Linked DNA regions of Mus musculus: regions 2 and 3 are each linked to region 1. A link is a contact called in public HiChIP or PLAC-seq data. All regions are on one chromosome and are shown on one strand. The core of a region is the stretch at or near the end of the contact, and the rest is flanking DNA. Distances in the headings are between cores, read along the strand shown. Region 1 holds the start of Lat2 (linker for activation of T cells family, member 2). Region 2 holds the start of Cldn3 (claudin 3). Region 3 has its middle 4.5 kb from the start of Gm46925.

Region 1 (4,409 bases), core at 590-3,089:
CCCACTCCCACTGAGAACATAATATATCAGGAGGGGATTAGTTGGGAAGAGAGCAGGGACCAGTGGGAACCGGGAAGGACAAGAGAGGTAATTTGGGGGTGAATATGACCAAGATGCATGTTGTATGGAAGTGTCACAAGCCTCTTAGTATGCATAATGAAAGCATACTGATAAAAAAAGACTGAAAGGGGCCTGGTGAGGTAGCTTGCAGGTGAGAGGTGCTTGCGACCGAGTCTGATGATCTGAATTCATCCCCAGGACCCACACGGTGCTGAGAAGTTATCTCTCAGAAGTTATTCTCTGGCCTACACCGTGCTACATGCACATCCATCCACACATGTGGTAATAAAAGAATGTATTAAAATATTGAAAAAAAAAAGGCAGGTGTGAGTACATGGGGTGCTTCCTGGACAGGGCCTGGGGCTTGCTTCTCAGTTGGGGATCCCTCTGAGCCCAAATGTTTTCTTCCTCCCAAGGAGCAAATGGAGGTTCAGAGAGGCGCATACTGTGCCACAAAGAAACACTGGAAAAGATGGAAACCCAGAGCAGGCCCGGTGAATTCCCTCTATCCTATCTGATGCTCTCTACCCTGAGAGTAGAGGCAGAGGGTGAGGGGAACAGAGGGTAGGGCTGCAGGAGGAATGGCCCAGCAGTCTCAGAAGGCCCCAAGGGGCCAGGCAGGGCTAGCTGTGGGTGTGTGGGGGACCGCCACAGCTCTGTGGCTCCGTGGGCCAAAATAGCTCAAAGGGAAGTGGGCAGTTTTCATATGAGCAAGGCTTGCTTCTGAGGACTGCATCGGAGCTTCTAACCTCAGTGGCCCTTCGTGAGTGATCACTGCGGCAGCTCGTTCTTCGGGGTAAAAAGGCCATGAGGGTCTGTTGGATGAAGTACATGACCCGTCTCACACCAGGGATGGCTTTATTCATGGGGTGCTACTCTGAGGCCTGCAGGCTTAGCTGAATAACATTTCTGTGGTTTGAGCCTTTGCGGCAGGGCCTCACAATGGAGTACTGCCTGGCCTTGAACTTAGGGTCTCCCCACCTCAGCATTCCTAATGCCCTGATGGAGGAGTGTACAGTACCCAGTCTGACCAAATAACTTGGGCCTTCAAATGAGGCGGAGAGAAGACCCTGAAGACACCTACTGGAGGCCAGCGGGCGACTGTTCACGTACATATGTGAGTATGTCTATGTACAGAGGTCTGGCAGGCCTTGTCCCTGGTCAATCTGGGCCACCTGTTCAAAGCCGGAACCAAGGAGCCCACCAACGTTACAAGGATTATCTGTCAGAAAGTACAAGCTGGCTCAGGCCTGGATGGACTTCTGGGGATAGCAACTTCCTCCTGGCTGGAACAGGGCTTGGGCACAGTTCCCCAAAGCATCCAAGTTCCATACACAGGCCTGTGGCATTAGCCAACCCTCAACGGGCGGGAGAATCTCACATCTCTGGCTCTTAGCTGGCCCTCTCCAGTCACTGGTAGTGACAGAACCACCCTAGGGGCTTCTTGGGGGGTCTCAGAGGCTAGGGGTTTGGGAAGCCAATGATAGATAAGTGGGTGCCTGGAGCCCTGCATAGGCTTTCCTTAAGGGCCACAGCACTAGGCCAGGGTGGGAGGTATCAGGTATCTCGGCTTCCGCTCCGTCTATCCCTAAGGGTCTTGTGGGGTGTAGCACAACAGGGGAGCACCCCTGGGAAAGGCTTACCTGAGGGTGAGGGCTCCTCACCATGGCCCCTTCATCTTGTGCCGCACACCTGCCCAAGCTGATGCCAACACCACTGACTCTGGTGAGCAGTGGGCAAGGCAGTTGGCTTCCTGTCACTACTGAATCATCTCCTCTACATCCGCCTCGGCCAGACTACTAGGGTGGTTAATGACAAAGTGGGTGGAGCAGAGACAGAAAAAGATGCAGAGATACAAAGCGAAGTTAAAGCTGGGCATGGTGGTGTGTGCTGTTAAATGCCTGCACTTGGGAAGCAGAAGCAGGCAGAGCTCTGAGTTTGAGGCCAGCCTGGTCTATATAAGCTAGGACAGCTACAGTGAGACCCTGTCTCAAAAAAGACTCCCTGGGTAATGGCACGTTCCACCAAGCTGGACAACTTGGAACCAGAGGAACCAGGGTTCCTATCACCAGGAACCATGAAGTGAGTGTCTAGTTGTCCTCTGATGCATATGTACATACACACAGGCTTATGTGCAGTGTGCATGTGCACACACATGCACATGTATGTGCACACACTCCTGGGGGTGGAGAGGCAATAAAAAAGAAAACAGACATAGGGAAAATGGGAAGTGAGAGATGGGCACAGGCACGGGCAGACTGAAAGCCAAGCACACACAGTACATGCCCACCACAGAGCAAGGTCACATGGAGGAGGGAGGGCTACAGTGATCGACGGGTAGAGAGTCAACCCCAGAGTTCACATGGACACAGACATGGAGAGGACGGAGTTTCGAGGGACATGTACACACTCACGCACGTGCCACAGTCAGACACCAGAGATGGGGACACACACACACAGATGCACAGGTCAGGAGAGGACCAGAAAGACAGAGAGGCAGATATGTAGACGCTGACAACCACAGGTAAGAGGAAGCTAGAATCCTTCCAGCATCCACAGGCATCTGAGAATGGGGATCAGAGAGAGAGATTAGGGCAGTGGAATCCCATAGAACAAATACTAACCGGCAGATAAAAGAGATAAGGGACAGAGGATACAGGGAGAAAGACGGGAATAAAGATGGCAGATGGAACAAAGGACCACTGTGCCAGAGACAGCTGGATAGACAAGCTGCCTCTGTGTGTGGGTGGTGGTAGTGGGTGAATGTAGAGGCCAGAAGTCAGTCTTGGTGTCTTCCACATTTTAGTTTCTTTGAGACCGAGTTTCTGTGTAGCCCTGGCTGTCTTGAGACTCACTCTGTAGAGCAGGCTGGCCTTGAACTCAGATTTATGCAGACTGTGTCATCTACTTTTTAAAAACCAAATTGTCAGCCGGGCGTGGTGGCGCACGCCTTTAATCCCAGCACTCGGGAGGCAGAGGCAAGTGGATTTCTGAGTTAGAGGCCACTATGGTGAGTTCCAGGACAGCTAGGACTATACAGAGAAACCCTGTCTCGAAAAACCAATCCAAACCAACCAAACAAAAAAACCCAAATTGTCTTTATTACATCTATTTCTTTGTACGTTAGTTCTTTTTTGTTTGTTTTGAGACAGGGTTTCTCTCTCTGTGTAGCCCTGGCTGTCCTGGAACTCACTCTGTAGACCAGGCTGGCCTTGAACTCAGAAATCTGCCTGCCTCTGCCTCCCAAGTGCTGGGATTAAAGGCGTGCGCAGGGCTGGTGAGATGGCTCAGTGGGTAAGACCACCTGACTGCTCTTCCAAAGGTCCGGAGTTCAAATCCCAGCAACCACGGTGGCTCACAACCATCGGTAATGAAATCTGACTTCCTATTCTGGAGTGTCTGAAGACAGCTACAGTGTACTTACATATAATAAATAAATAAATATAAAGAGTAAACAGTTAAAAAAAAAAAAAAAAAAGGCGTGCTGGAAACTACCTCTACCACTGAGCCATCTTGCCACCTCCTGGTTGTAATTTTTCTGTGTTTTGGGTTTCACTGTATAGTCCTGGCTGGCCTGGGAACTCACAGATCCTCCTGCTTCTTCCCAAGTGTTGGGACCATACCAAGCTTCCACCTTGACTGTTCCCTTTCACTGGCCAGAGACTCCAGAGACTCACCGAGTTAGTCCAGGCTGGCTGGTCCTGCAAGCTCCAGATAGCCATGTTCCCATGTCCCCAAAGCTAAGAGCACACGTCGTTTGTGCCCAGCTTCATTGAGAGCTGGGGATCCAAGCTCGGGTTCCTCAGGCTTTTGAGAACACTAATAACTGAGCACCCCCTCCACCCCCAGCCAAGGCCATTTCTCAGTTGGGGGTATCACTGCCTGTAGTGGGGAGGAAGGACATAGGCAGGAGGCAATCTGCTGTGAGTTTAGTGCTAGCCTGGGTGTTTCTTCCCCAGTCTGTGCCCCAAGCCTGCTGCTGCCACCCTGTGGTGAAGCAAAGTAGCACAGGCATGGGGACGATCACCAGGAGACTCAGTTGACCATTGAAATCTGTGCTGACCACAGGTAGTGCGGATGCATTCAGTTCATCAGACTTTTTTTTCCCCACGGGGTCAGGTGGGGAGGCAGAGAACCCCTAAGAGGATCATGGTTGGCCTCTTTCCCACTTGCACCTACACAGTAGCTCACAGTAGTCCAACTTCACTCAGTTCTGGAGGGACCCATTCATCTTGGATCCCTGGCACAGTCACTTGTAACCTCAGCCCCGTGCCTGCTTCTGGATTCCTTTTTAGAGATACCCCCCCCCCCCCCACACACACACAACCTACCAACACCAAAACTGGGAT
Region 2 (4,409 bases), core at 967-3,466, 370 kb after region 1:
GCCCTCACAACACGAGGTCATCCCTGGACATAGAGCCCTGGCAGGACAGGTTGCTGAAACAAGGGAAAGTGCTAAGTCAATTACCTCTCAGAGCACCCAGCCCTGTTCTAGGCATCGGGAGTGTCACATAATAAAACAGGCAAAAATGTTTGTCCTTGGAACATTCTGAATGTCCTGGTGGTGGTAACAGACCGGAGCAGAGACAAAGAAACAAATAAATGAGAAACCAAGCGTGGCCTCTCTCACAAAGAAGCTTGCCACTTGTGCAGGGGAGGCAAAACAACCTGGAGTTTAAGGCCACCCTGGGGCGGGGAGGAGTGGAGGGGGCGGGGTGGGGGGGACCGGGAGGAGGGAGCGGGAGGGAGAGAAAAAAGGAAAGCAGGGAGAGAAAAGGAGGGAGGGGGGAAGAAAGGAAAGCCAGAGGCCACTTTAGATAATGTCAAATATGAAAGAAAACAAAGGTATCAAAGTGGCAAAGAGAACAGTGCTTCCAGCACATGGGAAGCAGAGGCAGGTGGATCTGTGAGTTCCGGGCCAGCCTGGTCTACAGCACAAGTTCCAGGACAGCCAGGGCTACAACAGAGAAACCCTGTCTCGAAAACAAAACAAAACAAAACAAAACAGAAAAAGAACGTGGCATTGTGGGTAAGAAGCTGGGACGATTTTGTTGTCCTGTTTCTATTTGGGTGCAGGGTTCCAAGCCACCCACACTGACCTCCAAATCAGCTGGGGAGGATCTCGGTGTGGTGCTTGCTGAAGTGCCATCCATCTATTAGGGTTTATTCCGTGCCAGGGACAGACCAGAGGCTTCGTGCAGGCTGGCCAAGCACTCTAGCCACTGAGCTCCATCTCCAGCCTCTGAAACTATGAAGCGAGGTCAGTGAGCTATGCGGAGAGCTGTAGGAGTGTCTCATGGAGAAAGGACCCCAAGCACGGGTCCTCGAAGAGGATGTATAGGAAACTAAACCAAAAGAGCTGTATCCTAGCTGAGGTGAAGGGAAGAGGCAACGGGAGAAGTCGGAGCATGCGCCACCCCAAGGTGTGCGGCAGGGGAGTCAGTGTCCGGAGGCAAAAGGAATTGGTGTTTTGGGGGCTTTTTTGGTGTTACTTTGTAGCTTGTTTGAGCCAGGGTCTCATGTAGCCCATCTGGCTTTGAATTCTCCGTGTCGCCAAGATGGTCTTGAACTCCTGCCTGCCTCCACTTTCCCAAGCTCTGGGACTACAGGCATGGCATGCTGCACAGGGCTTCTGCACAGGAGTTGTGAGACACAGTTTCGCTGTATCTGGCCTTGAACTCACAGCTGTCTGCTTGCCTCAGCCTCAGGCAGGAGCCAACACACCTGGCTAGACGTCTTTTTTTTTTCTCATGTGTATCAAATCTCTTTCCCACTGTTCACTCACCCTGGTACTCACTCTGCCCCGCCCCCACCCCCAAAGGAAAGAAAACAAGACTCCATCTAGAGAACCTCCGTGGGGGAAAGCAGCTTCTAGGTGGGCGGGCATTTGAGCTAAGCCATGTAGGCTTGCCACCAGCCCAGGTCACATGAGGGTGCTGGACAAGAATTTGAACTCAACACCGGTCCCTGAGGTGCAGAGTGGGCTCTGCAGGTGGTCGTTGTCCCTGGTTTCAGAGTTCTGTATATCAGGTTGCACTTGGACAAGGCCAGAGTGCTTGTGTCAAAGCCTGAGGGACTTGGAGCAGGTGCTACAATTCCATCCACCTACGGCGACAAACAGCCTCAGCCACGCCCCCACCTAGGTCCTCCCAGTCCGGGTTGTCCAGAGGAATTGGCCGCGCCTCCATCCTACGCCTCCCGCGCTAAAGAAGACGGAGGTGGGGGACAAGAGAGTCAAGCAGTTTACAATTGGTGATTTGCACTTCAAATCCTTGAAGCGCCCCTCCCACTCTGTATAGCTCTAGAGAATTCGTTATGCTTAAGGAGCTTGGGGAGGTTGGGAAGGGAGGGAGCTTAGACGACCCCGCCCTCCTTCGATACACACTCTCCCACCCCACCCCCACCCCCGCCACACACAACACATACACTTCAGCATTGAGGTTCTAGCCAAATCCTTTCTCCTATGGTGAAGGGGGTTGGGGAGGACGGACCGGACTGGACGGGACACACGTCACTGTCCCCTGGGCCAGAAGAGCGAGCTCCACCCTCCTCCTCTAGGCACCAAGCTAAGTCCAACCCACCCCATCCCAGAGCCAACCCAGTCTCAGAAGCCAGTCTCCAAAGCCACAGGCAGGTGCAGGGGCAGTCTCTGTGCGAGCCCCAGGAGAGGAGCCGTTAAGCGCGCTCCGTCCTTTGCCACCCACCCGTCGTTCCCGGCGACAGACGTCCGTCAGTTTTCGAAGGGCAGTTGATTCCCAGGTCCAGCGGCCGCGATCCCTGGTCTCCCAGTCCCCTGAGCTGCCCGGCCGAGCCGGTTCAAGTCCAGCAGCCATGTCCATGGGCCTGGAGATCACCGGCACGTCGCTGGCCGTGCTGGGCTGGCTGTGCACCATCGTGTGCTGCGCCCTTCCCATGTGGCGCGTTTCGGCCTTCATCGGCAGCAGCATCATCACGGCGCAGATCACCTGGGAGGGCCTGTGGATGAACTGCGTGGTGCAGAGCACCGGTCAGATGCAGTGCAAAATGTACGACTCGCTGCTGGCCCTGCCGCAGGACCTGCAGGCCGCCCGAGCCCTCATCGTGGTGTCCATCCTGCTGGCCGCCTTCGGGCTCCTCGTGGCGCTCGTGGGCGCCCAGTGTACCAACTGCGTACAAGACGAGACGGCCAAGGCCAAGATCACCATCGTGGCGGGAGTGCTTTTCCTGTTGGCGGCTCTGCTCACCTTAGTACCGGTGTCCTGGTCGGCCAACACCATCATCAGGGATTTCTATAACCCGTTGGTGCCCGAGGCCCAGAAGCGGGAGATGGGAGCTGGGTTGTACGTGGGCTGGGCTGCCGCCGCGCTGCAGTTGCTAGGGGGCGCCTTGCTGTGTTGCTCCTGCCCACCGCGCGACAAGTATGCACCCACCAAGATCCTCTATTCTGCGCCGCGATCCACCGGCCCTGGCACCGGTACCGGCACCGCCTACGACCGCAAGGACTACGTCTGAGGGGCCGGGTGCACGCAGACCGTACCGTCACCACTACCAGCAGTCGATGAACCCCACCCGTCCAGCGTGCAGCCTCGCGTCTGAGACCACCCCACCTTCCAGATGGTGACAGACGACACACAGTCTGCTTGCTAGGCTGGAAGAGGACAGACAGGCTGGCATCTCCCCTTCTCCGGCTGCCACCTGACTACCGGGCCTAGGAACTGTCCAAGCCGAATGGACAAAGAAACCTCGCCCTTCCCAAGAACTGGGCTGGGGTGGCCACTGCAGCTACTTGCCAGCCCCGCAGAAGCTCACAGTGGGCAGAGACAGGCAAACCATGAAACGGGCCATTTCATATTTTTCAATAAAAGTCTTTCGTTTTTTGCAGTCGCTGGAGCTTCCTTATCCTGAACGCCACCGCACAGGCTACCACCTCCCCTACGGGGCACCTGCTGGGGACTGTCCCTCGAATAGCCCTCATCACGGGCAGCGAGCTTTAAACAGCTTCACAGGTTGAGTAAGGAGAAAGTGGGGGTACACATGAGTTTTTGTGCTCACTAGGTGGGTAACACTTGGGAGATATCCCAGCACTGATCTCCACAGACCCTATGGCGAGCGAGGTTTATCTAGCAATCCAGCCAGAGGGCGTATGAGGAACTCTGCTGGAGAGGGGCAAGGGGAAGAACACAGGGACTCTTCTCTGGGACAGCCTAGTTGGTTTGTGCTTGTATCCACAGCCTTGCTCCGGGCATTTGGGGTAGCTGATGTGCAAGCTAAAGAATTACATTCTCTACCGAGATTTCATATTTGGAGACGTGGAACAAAAAGACCTATTGTTCAGACCAAATGCCTCACCTAAAGGACTGCCATTCAGACAGACGGTGGGGATGTGGCTCAGTGGTAGGACACTTGTGTAGCATGCATGGGGCTTGGGTTCCATTCCCAGCACTGGGAGTGTTGGGGGACACCTAAAAGGGACATTTGGCAAAGTCTTCTGACTTGGAGGTGGAGAGATGAGGGGAAAGGCCACCCCACCTTCTTCCCAGTGCCCTCAAGGGAGGGAGGGACCCAGCTTTAAACAATATTGAGACTGGAGGCACCTCTTGGACAAGGTAAAGGGAACTGAGGCGGGGCTCTTGGAGGGGGACAGGTCCCTGGCTTCCTAGGCTTTAAAAGGGTGACATCGTCTGGAAAGTGTAGGTGGAAATGTAGTTCAAGGTTGGCCTCTCTAACACTTAGAAATTTCTTTTCTCTTTCCTTTCCTTTTTTCTTTTCTTTCCTTTCCCTTTTTCTTTCCTTTCCTTTCCTTTTTCCTTTCCT
Region 3 (4,409 bases), core at 903-3,402, 260 kb before region 1:
TTTGTTTTGATTCAGGAGCTGTGGAGAGCCCAGACCCACTGAATTGCAGCACTCTGTAGTCTGCTCACAGCCTTGGGATCGGTTTCCCAGCGCCGGCTCCACCCAGAGGCTCCACCCACTTGCTCTGATCTATTTGCCTTGAGTCATAGCGTGGGTGTGTCTAGACCACAGACAGGCGCCAGTGGCTGCTCCCTGTATAAGGGCGCCAGGTACCCAAGGCTCTGTCTAACCAAAAACCTAGGTTCCAGCCATGGGTAAAAGGTGGATATGAGACTCAGCTAGAAGACTGATGGGGGTCGGGGGTGGGGAGCTGGAATATCGTATCGAGAAGTTAACTTATGTAACAGGGACAAACATCCTGGGAGCTGTTTTCCTTTTTTTTTTTTTTTTTTAAATTAATTAATTAATTAATTTTCTTTTCTGTTTTGAAATGTGGGGGAAATGTGGCTTTGGTTATATAGTATCCTGAGCCACGCCCCAGCTCCTCACGGGGGTGGGGTGGGGGTGGGTTGTAGAGTAGGTGGTTGAAGCCCTCCTTTAAAGGGTTTGTTTATTGAGGCGGGGTCTCACTATGAAGGCTCCCAGACTGAGATTTTTGCCTGCTGCTGCATCTAGAGTTGATCTAAGGGTTTTTTACATTTAAAAAAAGATTTATTTTTATTACCCTAAATTGTGTGTGTGTGTGTGTTTAGAAATGTACAGTCCATTCACCTGTTGGGCTGGAGTTACAGGCAGTTATGAGCCACGGGACATGGGTACAGGGAAGTAAGCGTGGCACTGTTGCAAATGGACACACCGAAATGGCTAGGCTGGACCTTCTGTCTGCCCTGCCCCATGTTTTTGTTTTGTTTCCTTCCAGTTCAGGGTTTCTCTGTGTAGACCAGGTTGACCTCAAACTCACCACAGATACACCACACCCAAAGTCTGTTTTTTGTTTCTGAGAAAGGGTCTTATGTAGCCCAGGCTAGCCTCCCAACTTGCTATGTAAAGGAGAATGACCTTGGGGGCTGGAGAGATGGCTCAGTGGTTAAGGTCCTGAGTTCAAATCCAAGCAACCACATGGTGGCTCACGACCATCTATAATGGGGTCTGACGCCCTCTTCTGGTGTGTCTGAGGACAGCTACAGTGTACTCACATAGAATAAATAAATCTTAAAAAGAAAAAAAAAGAAAAGGAGAATGACCTTGAATTTGTCCTCTAGCCTTGGTCCCAAATGCCGGGTGGCAGGTGCCACAGGGTCTTGGAATGAGTTCATCAGGTTTTCAACTAAAGATCCTCCTGCCTCAGCCTTCTAGGTAGCTGGGACTGTAGGCACACCATGGGCCAGCCATCCCCATTGGAGGAGTTAGTTCCCTGTAAATAGGATGGTGGTCCATGATAGAGCCTTGGAGCTTGAGGAGAAAGAGGGATGAGTGTGGGGTTCTGAAAGCCTGCGACTCCAGCATTTGGGAGGTGGACACTGGAAGACCTTGAGTTCAAGGTCATCTTCAGCAACATAAGAAGTTGAGGCCAGCCCGGGCAGTGGTGGCGCAAGCCTTTAATCACAGCACTGTGGAGGCAGAGGCAGGTGGATTTCTGAGTTCGAGGCCAGCCTGGTCTACAGAGTGAGTTTCAGGACAGCCAGGGCTACATGAAAAAAACCCTGTCTCCAACCCCCCCTCAACCCTCAAAAAAAGAAGTTGAGGCCAGCCTAGACTACATGAGACCCTGTCCGTCGAGCCTCTCCACCCAAATGCAGAGAAGCCAGACAGAGAAAAGAGTGAGTGTCCCAGTGTGGTGTGGAAAAGAAGGCCAGCTGGGAGCTGACTGGTATGTGTGGTGGTGGCTGGGTACCAGAGGGGGCAGGGAGGGGACAGTTCACAGGGGTGTGCCAACTTTGTGGCTTGTAACAGCTTTCTAGGAGGAAGCTGATCCAGATGTCTGGAACAGGGCCTCTCTTCCAGCTGGGATGCAGAGCCATCCCGCAGGCCTGGGAGAAGTATCTGGACTGGTCTGTCTGTCTGTCTGTCTGTCTGTCCGTCCTTGCCAGAGCACTCATTCTGACCGGAGAATCAGAGCCAGGTCCTGGAGTCTTCCTGTTCTCCTTTCCAATAACCAGCATGTAAGGCTCAGACAAGAACATGAAAGGGATACAAGAAGAGGAAGCATTCCTGTGACAGGGCTGGGGCTGTGTGTGTGTGTGTCTCCACTGAGAGCTTTGGCAGAGGCTGAGGGTCAAGAAGTCCAGTACAGTCAGCATTTTCTAGTGTGGACATAAAGATAACATGGTATTTCTCCTTTTTTTTGTGGGGGGGGCGGAACTTGAGACAGGGTTTCTCTGTGTAGCCCTGGCTGTCCTGGAACTCACTCTGTAGACCAGGCTGGCCTCGAACTCAGAAATCTGCCTACCTCTGCTTCACAGGTGCTGGGATTAAAGGTGTGCGCCACCACTGCCCAGCATTATTTCTCTCTCCTTTCTAGGACATTTTGTTTTAACATATGGTTTCAGGAAAGAAAAAAAAAAAAAGCTAGGCAGCAGTGGTGGTGGTGGTGATGTGTCTAATTTTAGGCCTGAGGAGATGGCTTAGCTGTTAAGAGCATTGATTTTGCTGGAGCTGCAGCAGGTGGTGGCAGTGGTGGGGTGGGAGCAGTGACTGGTGTTTGTTTCCCCCCTCAGTGGGTGAGTGGGGAGCTGGTGACGCTCCCTATCCCCCTAAGGGGTCATGGCTGATTTTTTTTTTCTTTAGGCGATTCTGGAGGTTTTTAGCTGTGGGAAGAGTGTCCCCCTCCTCCTGGTCTCCTGCTTCTTACTCTTTCTGGATAGGATTTGTTGAGAAATTTTTGCCCCACTCTTGTGGGTGACTTGGGTCACCCTCCCGGTCTCAGTTTTTTTTCTTTCTTTCTCTTTCTTCCTTTCCTTCCTTCCTTTCTTCCTTCCTCTTTCTTCTTCCTTCCTTCCTTCTTTCCTTCCTTCCTTCCTTCCTCCCTCCCTCCCCCTCTTTCTTTCTTTTTTTTCTTTATATCTCGTTCCCCCGTTTGTGTTGTGTGTGGAAATGGCGAACTCGGCAAACACAAACACCGCGCCTAAATTGTATAGATCTGTGATTGAAGATGTTATTAATGATGTTCGAGACATTTTTCTGGATGATGGAGTGGAGGAACAGTTCCTGATGGAACTAAAATCACTGTGGGAGAATAAACTAATGCAGTCTAGGGCAGTAGACGGATTTCATTTGGAAGAAGAGCAGCTTTTGTTGCAAGTTCAGCAGCAGCATCTCCACCACCATCAGCGAGCCCAGCATCAGCATCAGCATCGCATCTCCACCACCATCAGCCAGCACAGCATCAGCAAGCACGGAACCAAAAGATTCTTATTCCTGCATCACAGCAAGCTATGGCACCACAAGTTAATGTTTCCGATTCTAAGTTGATACAACATATGAATGCATCAAGTATTCCCAGTGCTGTTGCTACAGTTGCTACCTTGGCACTTCCTGCAGGCTTACCTCCTGTTCAACAGATACTAACCAATTCAGGCCAGCTGCTTCAGGTGGTCAGAGCAGCCAATGGTGCCCAGTCTATCTTTCAGCCTCAGCAGTCAGTTGTTCTACAACAAGTTATACCACAAATGCAGCCTGGTGGAGTCCAAGTACCTGTTATCCAGCAGGTCCTAGCCCCACTTCCTGGAGGGATGTCACTACAGATGCGTGTCATCATTCAAACACAGCAAATCTTATTTACAGGAAATAAGACCCAGGTCAGTCCTACCAACAGTGGCAGCACCCGCCCCGGCACAAGCTGGACAGCAGCAGCCACAGGCCCAGCCTGCCCAACAGCAAGCTCCGTTGGTGCTGCAAGTTGATGGAACAGGGCATACATCTCCTGAGGAAGATGAAGATGAAGAAGACTATGATGAGGAGGAGGAAGAAAATAAAGAGAAAGATGGAGCTGAAGATGGGCAGGTGGAAGAAGAGCCCCTCAAGAGTGAAGATGATGTAAATGATGAGGAAGGGCAGGAACTCTTTGACACAGACAATGTTGCTGCATGCCAGTTCTATAAGATACACAGAAGTAAAAATAAATGGAAATTTCCTCTCAAGGATGGCATTATGAATCTTAACGGAAGAGATTATATATTTTCCAAAGCCTTGGAGATGCAGAGTGGTGAAGAGTTGCTTCTTTCCTTTTATAAATAAGACAAAGACACTTAAAATGGATGGTTTGAAACTTGGGACATATATCAGCCGAAACTTGACTTCTGCATGTCAGAAAACTGCAGGAGAAGTAAAACTACTGGAGCAAAGCTAGACCTTGACCACACAGACATTACTTCAGACTGGCAAGCCATGGAACTGTGGCACCTGGGGTTGCTGGGCGGGGGGAAGGGGTTTGTGTAAGAAAACTGTAACTGTCGATTTTAAATACAGGA

Evidence for each region. HiChIP or PLAC-seq counts read pairs in DNA pulled down with a chosen protein or histone mark.
Region 2: a FOXA1 HiChIP or PLAC-seq map of pancreatic cancer cells shows a contact between it and region 1. The contact joins the promoter of Cldn3 here to the promoter of Lat2 in region 1. A contact is called at or near these places in 3 of 39 promoter capture datasets (the 3T3-L1 cell line, cranial neural crest and maxillary cranial neural crest), 1 of 484 Hi-C or Micro-C datasets (nephron progenitors) and 1 of 115 datasets of contacts at active chromatin or transcription factors (pancreatic cancer cells).
Region 3: a contact with region 1 is called in a FOXA1 HiChIP or PLAC-seq map of pancreatic cancer cells. The contact joins the enhancer-like site here to the promoter of Lat2 in region 1. A contact is called at or near these places in 1 of 39 promoter capture datasets (cranial neural crest), 6 of 484 Hi-C or Micro-C datasets (ECoMG-derived neutrophils, Th1 cells, bone marrow-derived macrophages and 3 more), 2 of 115 datasets of contacts at active chromatin or transcription factors (fetal liver and pancreatic cancer cells) and 4 of 9 other capture datasets (adipose tissue, embryonic stem cells, liver and 1 more).

Annotation. Positions count from the first base shown.
Region 1 is chr5:134,613,186-134,617,594 of GRCm38.p6, forward strand. Lat2 (linker for activation of T cells family, member 2) reads right to left here and starts at 1,840. Exons shown (of 13, transcript NM_020044.3): 1 at 1,704-1,840.
Region 2 is chr5:134,983,998-134,988,406 of GRCm38.p6, forward strand. It overlaps Cldn3 (claudin 3), which reads left to right and starts at 2,217. Exons shown (of 1, transcript NM_009902.4): 1 at 2,217-3,479. The coding sequence starts at 2,448. The coding sequence ends at 3,107. Wbscr25 (Williams Beuren syndrome chromosome region 25 (human)) reads right to left here. Exons shown (of 5, transcript NR_026907.1): 5 at 3,436-3,593.
Region 3 is chr5:134,350,764-134,355,172 of GRCm38.p6, forward strand. It overlaps the pseudogene Gm7033. Among named protein-coding and RNA genes, the nearest start is that of Gm46925, 4.5 kb to the left of the region's middle. Within about 2 kb of position 2,153, at least 52 of the 459 cell types and tissues checked have an H3K27ac peak or open chromatin away from gene starts, as enhancers often do. A contact at or near this core is called in adipose tissue, bone marrow-derived macrophages and pancreatic cancer cells, where this site is marked.